Linked DNA regions of Rattus norvegicus: regions 2 and 3 are each linked to region 1. A link is a contact called in public Hi-C data. All regions are on one chromosome and are shown on one strand. Each heading gives the region's core, a stretch centred on a gene start, on an enhancer-like site or on the middle of the called end of the contact. The rest is flanking DNA. Distances are from core to core; before and after follow the strand shown. Region 1 has its middle 210 kb from the start of Msrb3. Region 2 overlaps Hmga2 (high mobility group AT-hook 2). Region 3 overlaps LOC108351467 (a long non-coding RNA gene).

Evidence for each region. A called contact is a pair of places that touch in the nucleus more often than the background predicts.
Region 2: a Hi-C map of the A7r5 cell line shows a contact between it and region 1, with 4 times the contacts expected there. The contact joins two enhancer-like sites. A contact is called at or near these places in 3 of 12 Hi-C or Micro-C datasets (the A7r5 cell line, the Rat2 cell line and Schwann cells).
Region 3: a contact with region 1 is called in a Hi-C map of the A7r5 cell line, with 4 times the contacts expected there. The contact joins two enhancer-like sites. A contact is called at or near these places in 4 of 12 Hi-C or Micro-C datasets (the A7r5 cell line, Schwann cells, kidney and 1 more).

The regions. Positions count from the first base shown.
Region 1 is chr7:58,098,330-58,102,411 of GRCr8, forward strand. No RefSeq gene overlaps it. Among named protein-coding and RNA genes, the nearest start is that of Msrb3, 210 kb to the right of the region's middle. Within about 2 kb of position 2,397, at least 4 of the 93 cell types and tissues checked have an H3K27ac peak or open chromatin away from gene starts, as enhancers often do. A contact at or near this core is called in the A7r5 cell line, where this site is marked.
Region 2 is chr7:57,866,651-57,870,732 of GRCr8, forward strand. It overlaps Hmga2 (high mobility group AT-hook 2), which reads right to left. Exons shown (of 5, transcript NM_032070.2): 3 at 164-214. It overlaps LOC120093614 (a long non-coding RNA gene), which reads left to right. Exons shown (of 3, transcript XR_005487003.2): 2 at 226-404. Among named protein-coding and RNA genes, the nearest start is that of Hmga2, 12 kb to the right of the region's middle. Within about 2 kb of position 1,916, at least 1 of the 93 cell types and tissues checked has an H3K27ac peak or open chromatin away from gene starts, as enhancers often do. A contact at or near this core is called in the A7r5 cell line, where this site is marked.
Region 3 is chr7:57,969,273-57,973,354 of GRCr8, forward strand. The region is part of intron 1 of LOC108351467 (a long non-coding RNA gene); the gene reads right to left. Among named protein-coding and RNA genes, the nearest start is that of Hmga2, 91 kb to the left of the region's middle. Within about 2 kb of position 1,854, at least 2 of the 93 cell types and tissues checked have an H3K27ac peak or open chromatin away from gene starts, as enhancers often do. A contact at or near this core is called in the A7r5 cell line, where this site is marked.

The DNA of each region.
Region 1 (4,082 bases), core at 1,147-3,646:
TAGAAGACCTTTCAGATCCAAATTAAGGCCAGAACTGAAATCAACCAACCAAAAACACCCTTCCTTACTGAAAACCCGGAGCTGACCAGGTGAGCCATCTAGGAATGTGTTTGCGATACCGTGACTGGGAGAAATGGGGCAACTGAGTATTGTTTAGTTTTGATTTGAGCTTTAAAAGAACTAGTTGGCAGCAACTAATCAGAATTAGTAGCAAATAGAAAACCCTGCTGGGTTGGGATGATAACAGATCCTGGAGCCAATATCACTTGGCTGATGATTCTAGAAGCCGCCCTCTGGGATGATCTCTTTGAAAGCATTGTCTGTGGATGCCTCTTTTTTTTTTTTTTTTTTTTTTTGGTTCTTTTTTTTGGAGCTGGGGACCAAACCCAGGGCCTTGTGCTTCCTAGGCAAGCGCTCGACCACTGAGCTAAATCCCCAAGCCCCCATGGATGCCTCTTGAACAAAGCGTTTCAAGCTCTATGCTCCGGCAGATCTCCGGGCATGAAGTTCGTTTATAAGTCATGGGCTATAGCCCATGGAGGTGTGGACAGTGTGACTTCTTTTCTGCCTCGTTCATGCCAGGTACACGAAGAAACAACCAGAGATCCTGTGTTCAGGACCTTAGGATGCACAGTACACTTCTAACACTACTACCGGTCTCTTCCCAGTCCCAGCATCTTCTTTGGGGAGACTTGAAATCATACCTTCTCATAGGGAGACACAACCTAAACTTGTCTGACGGACCAAACCAAGGACCCAGACAGCAGCTTTAGTCAATGAGAGACCCTAGGCCTTCAAACTAGGACTGCTGCTTTAAAGTCACGGTTTGGCCTGGTGATGGCTCCTGAGCACATCTTGAGGAAACCTTCATCAAGCTGTTGGACGGGTCATTACGGAATATGCTTAATAAATGCCTCCATGCCAAGCATTGCTGTATGTAATGTCTGAGTATGTAATTTAGAAATTGTAATTTTTTTTACTCATCTGAAAAAAATTTTTAGCCTCGTTGTATCCCACCAACCCAAAGAGTGAGTGTGTGTGTGTGTGTGTGTGTGTGTGTGTGTGTGTGCTGTTTTTGTTGTTGCTGCTGTTACAAACCATAGAATCCATGGTGAGGTTATCAAGACTTGCTAGGAACTCAGCAACGTATTGGAAGACTGAGGGAAGAGGGAGGCTGAGGCCAGGTTTTAGGAACCCAGCCCAGATCATAGGTAGAGTAGCCTGAGGATGCTGGCACCAAATACAAGCTTCATGTGGACATGTTTGCTTTGAGCTTCAAGGAAGAAGGGCTGGAAAGTTCTGCCAAAGGAAGGAGAGGCTTAAAGTGACAAGCAGAGAAAATGCACTGCAAATGTTTCCAGAATGGCAGCTTCTACTCTATGTCTGGAAGTCTATTATTCTATCCAGAAAGTCTAGACCCACAGACCTAGTCTTCAAGACAGTCATGGCCAAGGGGCTGGGATCACAGCAAGACAATGAAGTAAAGTTCTCCTTCATTATGTGTGGAGACAATGTATTTCCAAAGCTCTAAGAGATGTCTTTTAGCATGTTTTACTATAACCCCACAGCAAGTATTCCAGGGAGCTCTGCCCTGGTTCCAGGAAGTTTGATTGTGAGCTCCCGGGGAGACACAAAGTAGAGGGTAGTACGTGCTACATCTGCTCTGGGTCTAGAAGGGATGGCACTCTTCCTTTCCCAGGACCTATTCTTGCCCTGCCCTATGATTCTGCTTCATAGCATCACACAAGTTTTTTGAGGTGCCCCAGACAGGTCCTGGAGAAGAAGGGAAGGTCTTCCATGTTTCCCATTGAGGAAATCAATAAAATGGAGTTTGCTGCATCACAGGTGGGCTAGACAGCACAGGCATCAAGAGCTGGGTTGTCAAGCACGATATCTAACAGTTAGAACTACACGTTTCCAGAGGGCAGAAAGCCTTGCCTTCAATAGTCTGAGTCATCCATGCTCTGGTGGCAGATGGCTTCACATCCACACCTATACAAATGGCCCTGGTTAAACCCAGTGGGTCATCAAAGCAAAACAAGACATAAAAGTAAACAAATGTGAAAGTGTATCGGGACGTGGGATGACGGTCAGGAGTAAGGGGAAGACATGAAATGTGGCAGGAAGCCTAAGCAGGATGTAGCATATAAATGTCTGGAAATTATATCAATTTTTTTAAGGTGAAGAAGAGGTTGAGGAAGACATTTTGATGCCATCCTCTGGCCTGCACATGCACTTGAACAGATGCACACACCTCATACACACAAGAAAACAAAACGTAGCAAACTGTTACACAATTACTCCTAAAGGAACTTAGGAGTCCTGTGGTTGAGAAAAGTTGGCTTCCTACCCCACATGCATGCACTCCACCAGCCAGATGCCAGACGCCATCTGCTGGGCCCGAGTTATATCGCTCTGGAGTTAAACACCGTGGAGGCCACAGAGCCACACTCCATTAGGGAAGTGTGCCCTGCTGATGCAGATCCTAAGGCCCCAGCAAGTCTATGAACACGTCCCTAACGGTTCACAGGTCAACTTACCAAGTTAGCTACCTTATGGGAATGAGAAAGATGAAGGAATGTCTCGTGTATCTCAAAATCGCCACCATTCATTTCAAGTTCATAGCCACAAAGACACTTCTATTTTCTCAGGCGTTTCAACGTTTTGATACGGGGAGAAAATGTTGCTTCTAGAAACATAAACGAGTCTAATTCCAATTGATTTGATTTTTACACCACATTCTCGTAAAGAATGTAAACTCTCATCCGGGAATCATGCCTCAGGTTCTGTGCCAGCCTTACATCCTCCAGGTTCCAGTCTTGGTTCACCATGGGCAGGTATAGTCCTAGATTTCCCCAATGCCTGTGGTGGCAGAGAACAGATAACTGCAGTCTACACCTTTCCCAAAGAAAACATTATTAAATTATCTTGCTGAAAATCAAGTTTGTTTTTTCTATGGCCTAAATATCATATTGTTTTCCATCACGTTCAGTTTGTTGTTGTTGTTGAGGTTTTGTTTTGTTTTGTGTTGTTTTGTTTTAAACAAAAGAAGGTCTTTCCCCGTTGCCATGGTGTCAGGACCCTGGAAAAACACTCGGTAGTGACAGTCCCTAATCTCCAGGTTTGTTCCGAGTCCATGTTGGATCCATTTGTAAAGTAAGTAGCAAAACAAACAAGGCAGATACCCTCACGTGTTAGGAGATGCTTAGTTAACATGGGCACCGTTTGCAAACTGAAGTAATAAGTATGTATTATAAATGCCAAAAGACCAACATTAAGTTTTCATGACTCTTCCAGCAAGCTTTACAGCTTATGTAAGCAAAGACCACCAACCCGAAAGGGGGGTGGGGCGATGAGGCAACAGGACGAGCTGTTGATTCATGAAACAATCGGTTCACAATCTGCCGTGATCATCGCTTGCCTCTTCAGAGAGGTTGGAAAGCTTTGGAAAGGCGCATGGATATTGTCCAGTCTTCCGGCCTTTGTTGTGACCTCTGGTCAGCTTCTGTGTCCTGTCTCCAACATGGGGCCAGGCTAATGGCCAAGGCACAGATTCCAACTTGGTTTGTTTGTCTTGTTCTGTTTTGATTTTTTTCCTTGCTCATCTGTTTGTGATAATGTCTTCACTGTTTGTTTGTGATATGCTAGTCTAGTCTGGATCTCATTGTGAAGCTCAGGCTGACCTTGAACCTGTGTGACCATCCACCTGCCTCAGTCTCCTAGGCCCTAGGATTACAGGCGTGAGCCAATATGAAGCATTTGAGATTTCTAGTTCTTGGGTCAGGTTTTTTGTTTGTTTGTTTGTTTTGTTTTTTTGTTTTTTGTTTTTAGTGGGTTTTTTGTTTTTTTGTTTTTTGTTTTGTTTGTTTGTTTGTTTACCATTTGGTCTCACGTGTAGACAGGCAGTAACGGGTGGATACCCTGAAAGCCACACATCAGCTAGTACTCATAAACGTCCGAGTTTTAGCCAAAGGCACGGAGATACCCTAGCTGACTTACTTTTCCAAGCTTCGGTTTCTCACCTTAGCATCTGTACTCCCTAGGCTCCCAACCACCTCCAGACTGAGTGACCGGGTGGAAAA
Region 2 (4,082 bases), core at 666-3,165, 230 kb before region 1:
AAAACAAGCTGTAAATTCTTGGGGACAAATGGTAAGGAGTTAATCATAGGTCCTGGGCCTTGGTCTTCCAAGGCTTCATCAAGTCAGAAGTTAGCAATTCACACCATCCATAGAGAAAATAAAACCACTCTCTTCCCTTTAAGCATGGGAACTCCTTACTCACCCATTTCCTGGGTCTGCCTCTTGGCCGTTTTTCTCCAATGGTCTCTGCTTTCTGCAAAACAGGGGGGAGAAAAAAAGGAACCATGTAGTCTCCTGCCTGGCAGTATTTGCAAGCGCTGAACAGAGGAATACTTTTCCAGTTAGAATGTTCTGGACTGAAGATGAGGTATCAAGAATGTGTCTTTTCGTCTTTTGTGATCTTCAGCGGCTGCTGCTTCTTCACTATTTGCTGCTATAAAGAGGTATCTATGCAACCCCTCACCATGAAAGACTCCTGTGGAGTGACCCCCTCAGAAATTCATGAAGATGCTTTTGTTAAATCCATTTCGCCTTTGTTTCTGATTGTACAAAGGAAATATTCCCACATCCTGTAATTTATGCAAATTAACATTTTACAGAATGAATGTTCCTTCAGTGGTCAAGACTCTCCTTTTGAAACCAGTTAGAAAAATTAATGCTGACATGTTCATTTTAAACCATCCAGCAGTTCTCTCTGCATTCTACGGAAAGCAAATCCATACTTCGTCTTAGCCAAAGGGTCAAGAAGCGATGGGAAGCAAGTCTGAGTGTAGGAAATAATTTATAAATGCTTTAATATGAAACAATAAATAGCCGACAACTTCTGAATGATTAATTTCCTGTCCTATGCTCTCAACCACCTGTCAATCATTCAGCTTAAAGTAGGAAGAGTAATGGAGGGAGGGAGAGAGAGAGAGAGAGAGAGGATGAAAAAAACACCAACGAAAAGCACTGATATGTGTCAGAGATTTAAACCATGGCTGCAGAAAAATAACGAATTAAAGATTGGCATTATTAACAATAATCCCACACTCAACATGAATTTGACACGAATCCACTTCCTCTTAAGTTTGCTTCATGACTAAACTGCATAGATTTTTTCTGATATTAGTTATTTATTTCTACTTTATTCCAATATTAACATTCATAAAGTAACTAGTCTTAGTCACCCTCATTCCATTCCCCAAGCACATCAATACAACCAGACACACACACACACACGCACACACACGCACACACACACACACACACACACACACACACACACACACACGCACACACCATCTACCTTCTATAAGAAGCACAGGTTTATACTTTTCTGAAGAAAGAGCGGAGAACACACTGTTGTATAAAAGAAACATCCCAAGACCCCCTCAACGCAAACGCAATGGAGGCAGACTGAATCAGGACAACTTGTTTTGCAATTTAGTTTTGCTACCTGAGTGAAGAGCTAGTGGATCTTGATACAGTGATACTAAAATGTGATATTAAGAGCCTTGTGGTGACAAATGAAACCTTCCTTCCCCTTCAACTTACCAAATAAAAATAGATGAATACAAATGATGAGAGAGAGAGAAGAGGGGACGGAGGGGGGGAGGGGGGATGAGGGGAGGGAGAGGGAGAGGGAGAGGGAGAGGGAGAGGGAGAGAGAGAGAGAGAGAGAGAGAGAGAATCTGCATATAGGTAGCTGGCATAGGTATCTAGCCACAGGTTAATCCAGATTCATCATTAGCACAAGCTTTATATGATTATAGCATCATCTCTGATTTAATTAAGCATTTAAAGTACTCTGGCTTAAGTTAGGTACATGTGTTACTTTAATCCTTATAGCAGCCTTGTAGCAGCAACATCATGACTTCACTTTGCAGATGCGCAACTAAACCCTTAGATATGTTAGGTCATACACAACGGCCAGTGAGTGATGGCCCTGAAATTTGAACCCAGCTGTCTGACTCTCAAGACTGCTACTACCCTCCTCCCAGTGCTTGAGAGGGCTCTGTTACCAGAGCCACTGACTTAGCTTATTTCTGAAAGCTAACAGAAATTTCAGTACTTTTAGGATCTTTAGCTAACTATAAGATTTGAGGTTGCTAATTGCTTCTGGCTTTGTTCAGGGTCAACCAAGGATGCCTCAGTTAGAGCACTGTCTCCCCTTTAGTCATGAGAGCATGGATTTTTAAGGTCAGTGAAAGCTGGGGACACCCAGAAAACCACAATCTTCCCAAATTGTCCCCTGCATGGATGAAGGTTCGCACTTTATAAAACTTAGGTCCAAAACCTTTCTCTGACATCCTAACTTTATGACCTGTCCCTAAAAACCTTAATTGGATTTCCTCAGCAAAGTACAGGTAACTTTAGCTTTGAGGGGTACATCAAGGTACCTGGAAGTGCCTACCCCAAACAAGATGCTCAATGTCTTTTCATAGCTATCAGAGAGAAGATTTAAGGCAAAGGTTTCCTTCAAGTTGGTCCAATCCCACAAGCAGTCAAAACAAGGCAAAATGATTCCAGTATACCTGACTTGTCTCCTCTAGAAGAAAACTTTGAAGAAATGCCTGACTGTATGCAGGGACTTGTAAAGGCTCACAGTCCTCTGGGAGAGAGCCTCATTTGAGCTCATCTTTGGAAGCAGCTTAGAGTTCATAGTTTACCCAGGAGTGAATTACAGGAACATGAAACACAGGAAGCCTTTCTCATGGGAACTGGGTGGTCCATGGAATGGAGGAAGACTGCTATTAACCTTAAAGGTAACGGGGCTTTATCAGGTATTTCTGTTTAATTCTTACATCCTAGGGGCTAGTGATGTGACCTAGCTGTATCTGAAATCTACTCAAGGAGTTTTTTAAAAAAGGATATCCCTACATTTTAAACTCCAAGAAAACAGATCTCTCAAAGAAAGAGGGGGGAGAGGGAGCCTGGCAAATAAGATAAGTTTTAAACCATTGTCCCATTTACAAAAAAGCCCATTGAGAAATAAAATTCTTACCATTAACGCAAGGGCGCAAGATCACGATTATCGTTCTGACTTGTTAAAAGTAAGCTTGCTCCCCTGGTCTTAGAGGCTGGTGTCCCATGTAACCTGAAACCCTCTTCAGAGATGACATCTAGGAGAAACATGCCACTGCTCTGTGTGGCCCCGATCTGGGAGGCTTGCTTGTTCTTTAAAACCCACATTACAGAAACATTCTGATCCAACTCCACAAAGGCTGCAAAACAAGCTGGGGGTTTTAGTTTGTAAACCAGATTAGCTCCAGGCTTTTCAGATACTGGGAAATTGTGCCTTTAGCAGGCTTGTGTATGTGTCTTTAATGCTCACTGGGACACTCTCTTTCAAAGAAGGCAAACAAAACACGGAGGGCACTTGTTTTAAAGCATCAGCAACATATACAATACTGTAAAGGCAAACGTTTGCCTTGCTTTCTCTGGGATAGATTTTGGTTCTGTACTACACACACACACACACACACACACACACACACATAATTGAGACATAACTAGTTCTAAGTGTTTTCTGCTGTTATAGAGGGAAAGAGAGAGAGAACCAGTAGGCTTTCTGCCCTGGAGAAAACTAAACTTTCAAACTTACCAGCGCCATTACATTAGCATCCACATCCCTCACACCTTAAGGTGCTTTCTTCCCTGGCTGCCTTCATTATATTCTTCATGACTTGGCAAAGTGCATAATTCAGAATCTTTTCCTAAATTTTAAATGTTCAGAGGCAAGTCTGTGAAAGTGTGGGGCCACAGTGAATGGAAGAACTATCTCTTTCTTTAAGAGCTGATGGGTACTTTGAGCCTGTGTGGCTATTTCCATATTTAAAAAGTTATTTATCTTGTGAACATCTCCCCCTTGACTTGGGAAATGTGGATGGTTGGTGCCAGCATATCGGAGATAGTATCTACTACCTGTTTGTGAAGGGAAGTAAAGAGAGGGAAGAAGGGAAGGAGGAGAGGGAGGTGAGGAAGAAGAGACAGAGAGGAGAGAAAAGGATAGAGAGACAAGAAGCACGTGTGTGTGTGTGTGTGTGTGTGTGTGTGTGTGTGTGTGTGTGTGTGTGTTTTCCCTATTCCCATCAAACCTCAGGAGCTTGGTAAAGTTTTAAAGCCATCTCCTATAGTCT
Region 3 (4,082 bases), core at 604-3,103, 130 kb before region 1:
TTGGTTGGATGTTAGACATGAACAGCAGGCTCCCTACTGAATGTCCACAGGGACACAACTTAGACTCAGTGAATCACGAGGATCCACAAATCATAGTTCTAAAAGTTACGTAAATCAAGACACATTCTCCCAAAGCATGAGAGTTCTTAGACAGAGAGGTGAGTGTATTTTCGTTGTTCGATACCAGTTGGAGCAATGGTGTTTGAGTGTTTGGACCACCACGGGATGGTGCTGGCTGATGACTGCCAGTCATTCTAATCCCCTAGAGTTCAGAGCTCAGGTGGTGTCCTGGGCTGTCTTGTGAGCTTTTCTGACCCACGTTTATGAACTCAACGGGGCAAACAAAATATCGGACATCTTAAAGATGTCAGAGTTTCAACTTCAGGGTAACTTTGAAATTCATCAGCCATCTCCTTTGACAGCGATGGCTGTGCTGATGACCGTCATGCCCGGAGATCAGATACTAATCATGTCCCTGGAAGACATTGCAAAAGAATATGGCCAGCCTTCTGAAACCAGGTGCCATATTCTGGAAGCAGGCAGGGAGCCTCAGAAAGGTTGTATCTACACAACCCCATTGTCAGTCTCCCTGGACTCCAGGGTCTGAGTTAGGCTGCTCATGTGAAAGGAAGAAGAAATACGAATGGCCATAAAAGTCACAGCGTGGCCCGTAGAAGAGCAGGAGGCCGGCTTCACCATCCTGGTGAGTGACGTGGTTATCACACAAGCATATCTAGAGGTGAGTGTGGCCATCAAAACCTGGGCTTGTAATCTGAGGCAGGACTTTGAGCATAGTCCTGATGATAGGCAGAGGGTTCCTCCTCTTCTCCCACCTTCCCTCTGAAAAGCTCACGTCCCTAACCATTCCTAGTCTTTGGCTTTCTTCCCTCTGCTGCAGGGGCACACAATGGCTTTCATCTTTGCTTTCCCTCCTGTCAGCAGACGTTTCTATTTCCTCACTCCCCTTTTCCATAGTGCTCTATCTGGAGCCATGCGTGACAGGAAGCCTGAGGTAAGAAGCAGAACGGACATCTGAGGAGCAGAGAGGAGGCAAACCTGAATGGAAGGAAAGAGATGCTCAAAGCAGATGAGCCTCACAGGGTTTCTGGGGAAAGGTGTAATACATAGTGTGGGGCAGACAACAAAGGACCATCCTGTCAACGGCCTCCATGCTGTTTGGTTAAATGCAAGAGTTTGAGGCGCGTGTGCACATCACAAATTCAATCTTCCCCAAATTTCCAAGATGAGCCCAGCTTCTGCCACATCAACCCCACACGTCGATTTCTGCGCTTTTCTGCTTTAGAATATTCTGTTCCCCCTCAAAGGAGGGTTGCTTAATTGTCTCTCATTTTCAATCTATATTAAGATTTGTTGTTTGATTCATTTTATCCCAACTATCTTCACCTTCCCATATATAATATATATATATAAATTTTTATTTACTTATTTTTTTTACAACACTGTGCATATTTTTAATTCCCTCTTGCATGTCGCTATGGAAGCAAGCACAGTTTCTCTCTCTCTCTCTCTCTCTCTCTCTCTCTCTCTCTCTCTCTCTCTCTCCCTCTCTCCTCGTAAATCTCCGCTTCCTCTGCACTCCTACAGAGGAGAACCATGAATGCTTCCCCTTGTAGTTCTGAACTCTCTCTCAGGCATGAGCCCTGTACATTATCACAACCCTGAACTCCTTGCAAATTACTTCCCTCCTTTTGACTGAAAGATAAATGAAAAGAGCCTTAGAAAACCGAGGCCGGCTTTTCCAGGGGGTGGCATGGACATTTCATACAATAAAACTTGAAGGCAGGAGAGGTCGTGCCACCCTGGCCACTGCTGCCTACACAAACCAGTCACCATTTTTATCAAGCTTTTCCATAACTGTGGCTTACTTGGGGGCACATTCTTGCCCTTTTGGAGGTGAAGGGAAGGATCAAGTTAAAAACCATAAAAAATCCTGAAGTTTCAGTTTTCATTCTTAGGATTATTGGAGTTTGAAATAATGAGTTCCAAAATTAAGGGTGCAAATGCTTCGAAACCAAAACCTTACTAAAATATGGGAAAAGAGAAGGGGCTTCATCTCCTGTTTCAGGAACTGGCTCTCTGGTGTTGCCTCTCCCTCTCTCTCTCTCTCTCTCTCTCTCTCTCTCTCTCTCTCTACCTCCCCTCCCCCTCCCTTGGAAGTTTATCATTTTACATTCCTGCATATCTAGGAAAAACAAAGCCACTCATCTGAGGGTAAGAGCATAAGATAGGAAATGGGGGATGGCAGAATGGTTTCAAGAAGTAGCCATGAGTTCAAAGTGTGATCAGATCTTTTATAAAACTTGCGCTCTCTCTCTCTCTCTCTCTCTCTCTCTCTCTCTCTCTCTCTCTCTCTCATATATTTTTCTACAAATATATTTTTCTACAAATATATTTTTCTACAAATTACATATATATATATATATATATATATATATATATATTTCTTTTTAGAACTCCATGGAAAGCTTTTCTAGGAGAGGGATTATATAGAAAAAATATTTAGGAGGAAAAAAAAACCCTGACCAGACAAATGAACAAAGCTCTAGCTTTAGGAATTGCCTCACTGGGGGTGGGGGATCTAAGATACAGAAACATGCTGAAAAAAACATAACTGGTACCTTTTAGTTCTTAGTTTATCGATTCCACCTAAAAGCACATCGATTTGAAAGGAAGCCTACCTTTTCCCTTGATTAACCCCACCTTCATTCAGAATGCAGTGAGTCCTGCCCTAGAATGAGACCTTTTAGTTTTCAAAAAAAAAAAGTTTTTTTTTTTGCTTCATCTGGGAGACTTATCAGCTAATCAAAGAAGCATAACAAGATGTGGACCAGACGCAAGGAATTGAGGTCACTTAGCATGTCCTTTCCGTGTGCATCTTTGTTTACCACATGACGTCCTGCAAATCCCTGAGAAGTGAGTCACTGTAGGCAAATGCCGTTAAGATGCTGAGTGGTCCCAGTACCAGGAGGAGAGCATGTGTCTGGAGAGGTGAGAGGCGGTTTGGGGAGGTCTTAGCAGGACTCTGCATCCTCATCTGTTTCATCTGGGGGAAATGAGCATCTTTCCTTACTGATGAAAATCAACTCCACTTAGAAATCAAGACAACCATTTGCCAGCCAAACAACGCAGGCACCTTGAGATATTTAAGGAAACAAACTCCCAGTCAACATGGTGATCTTAACAGTCTCCTCCAATACTCTTAGAACTGTGTCAGATTCTGTCCGTCACTAGAGATAAAAAATGAAACCCAAGTCTCCGTCCAGCAGCTTCGCTTGTTTGTAACCTGTATGGACACAAACACTGAGCACACGTACAGACGTCTGACTTCCAAGTTCTAAGAGTAGGTGCCTCTGAATCACTAGGAGAAATGTTACAGGCAGGCCTGCCTTAATAGACATGAAATAATCTTTGTACAGTTCAAGGGTCTGTGGTCCACTTGTATAAAAACAATAAATACTGAAGCCTCCTTGAATCACTATCGAATTGTTTTAAAGGTTCTGTGTGTTCTCGTTGGGGATTTAACAGGATGGGTAATCAGCTTAACTGGAGACCATGGAAGTCACAGTATAGTGAAGATGGAGGGCTGGGGAGTGTTTGGACACTCACTCCTGGTACAGGCAGCAGTGGGATGATGTATTGCATGGCCTATCCTAAAGCACTGTTCACCGCCAGTACCTACAAGCCTCAAGACTTCAGCCATATCACAGTCAGTTTGGCGTTTGTCTTCCTTCTTTGTTCACGCTCCTGTACCGTATCTGCAGTGTTTACAGTACCGCAATGCTGCCTGGGTAGGGATGTCACGCTCGTGTGCTCATAAGCGAAGGCAGTATTTTTCAAGCCGTGAAGTTGTCACCTTGGTTCAGACTAGGTTTGTAGGCTGAGTCGTAGGACCCTTCTTCCAGGTGACTCACTGCCAGGCACACTGCTGACAGGATGTGTAATTTTTCCTATTTTTTTTTAAAATCTTATGTCTATGGGTGTTTGACCTGCATGTACATCTGCGTGCCATGTGTGCGCAGAAAGGCAGTAGGATTCCCTGTGGCTGAAGTCGCTACCTTGTG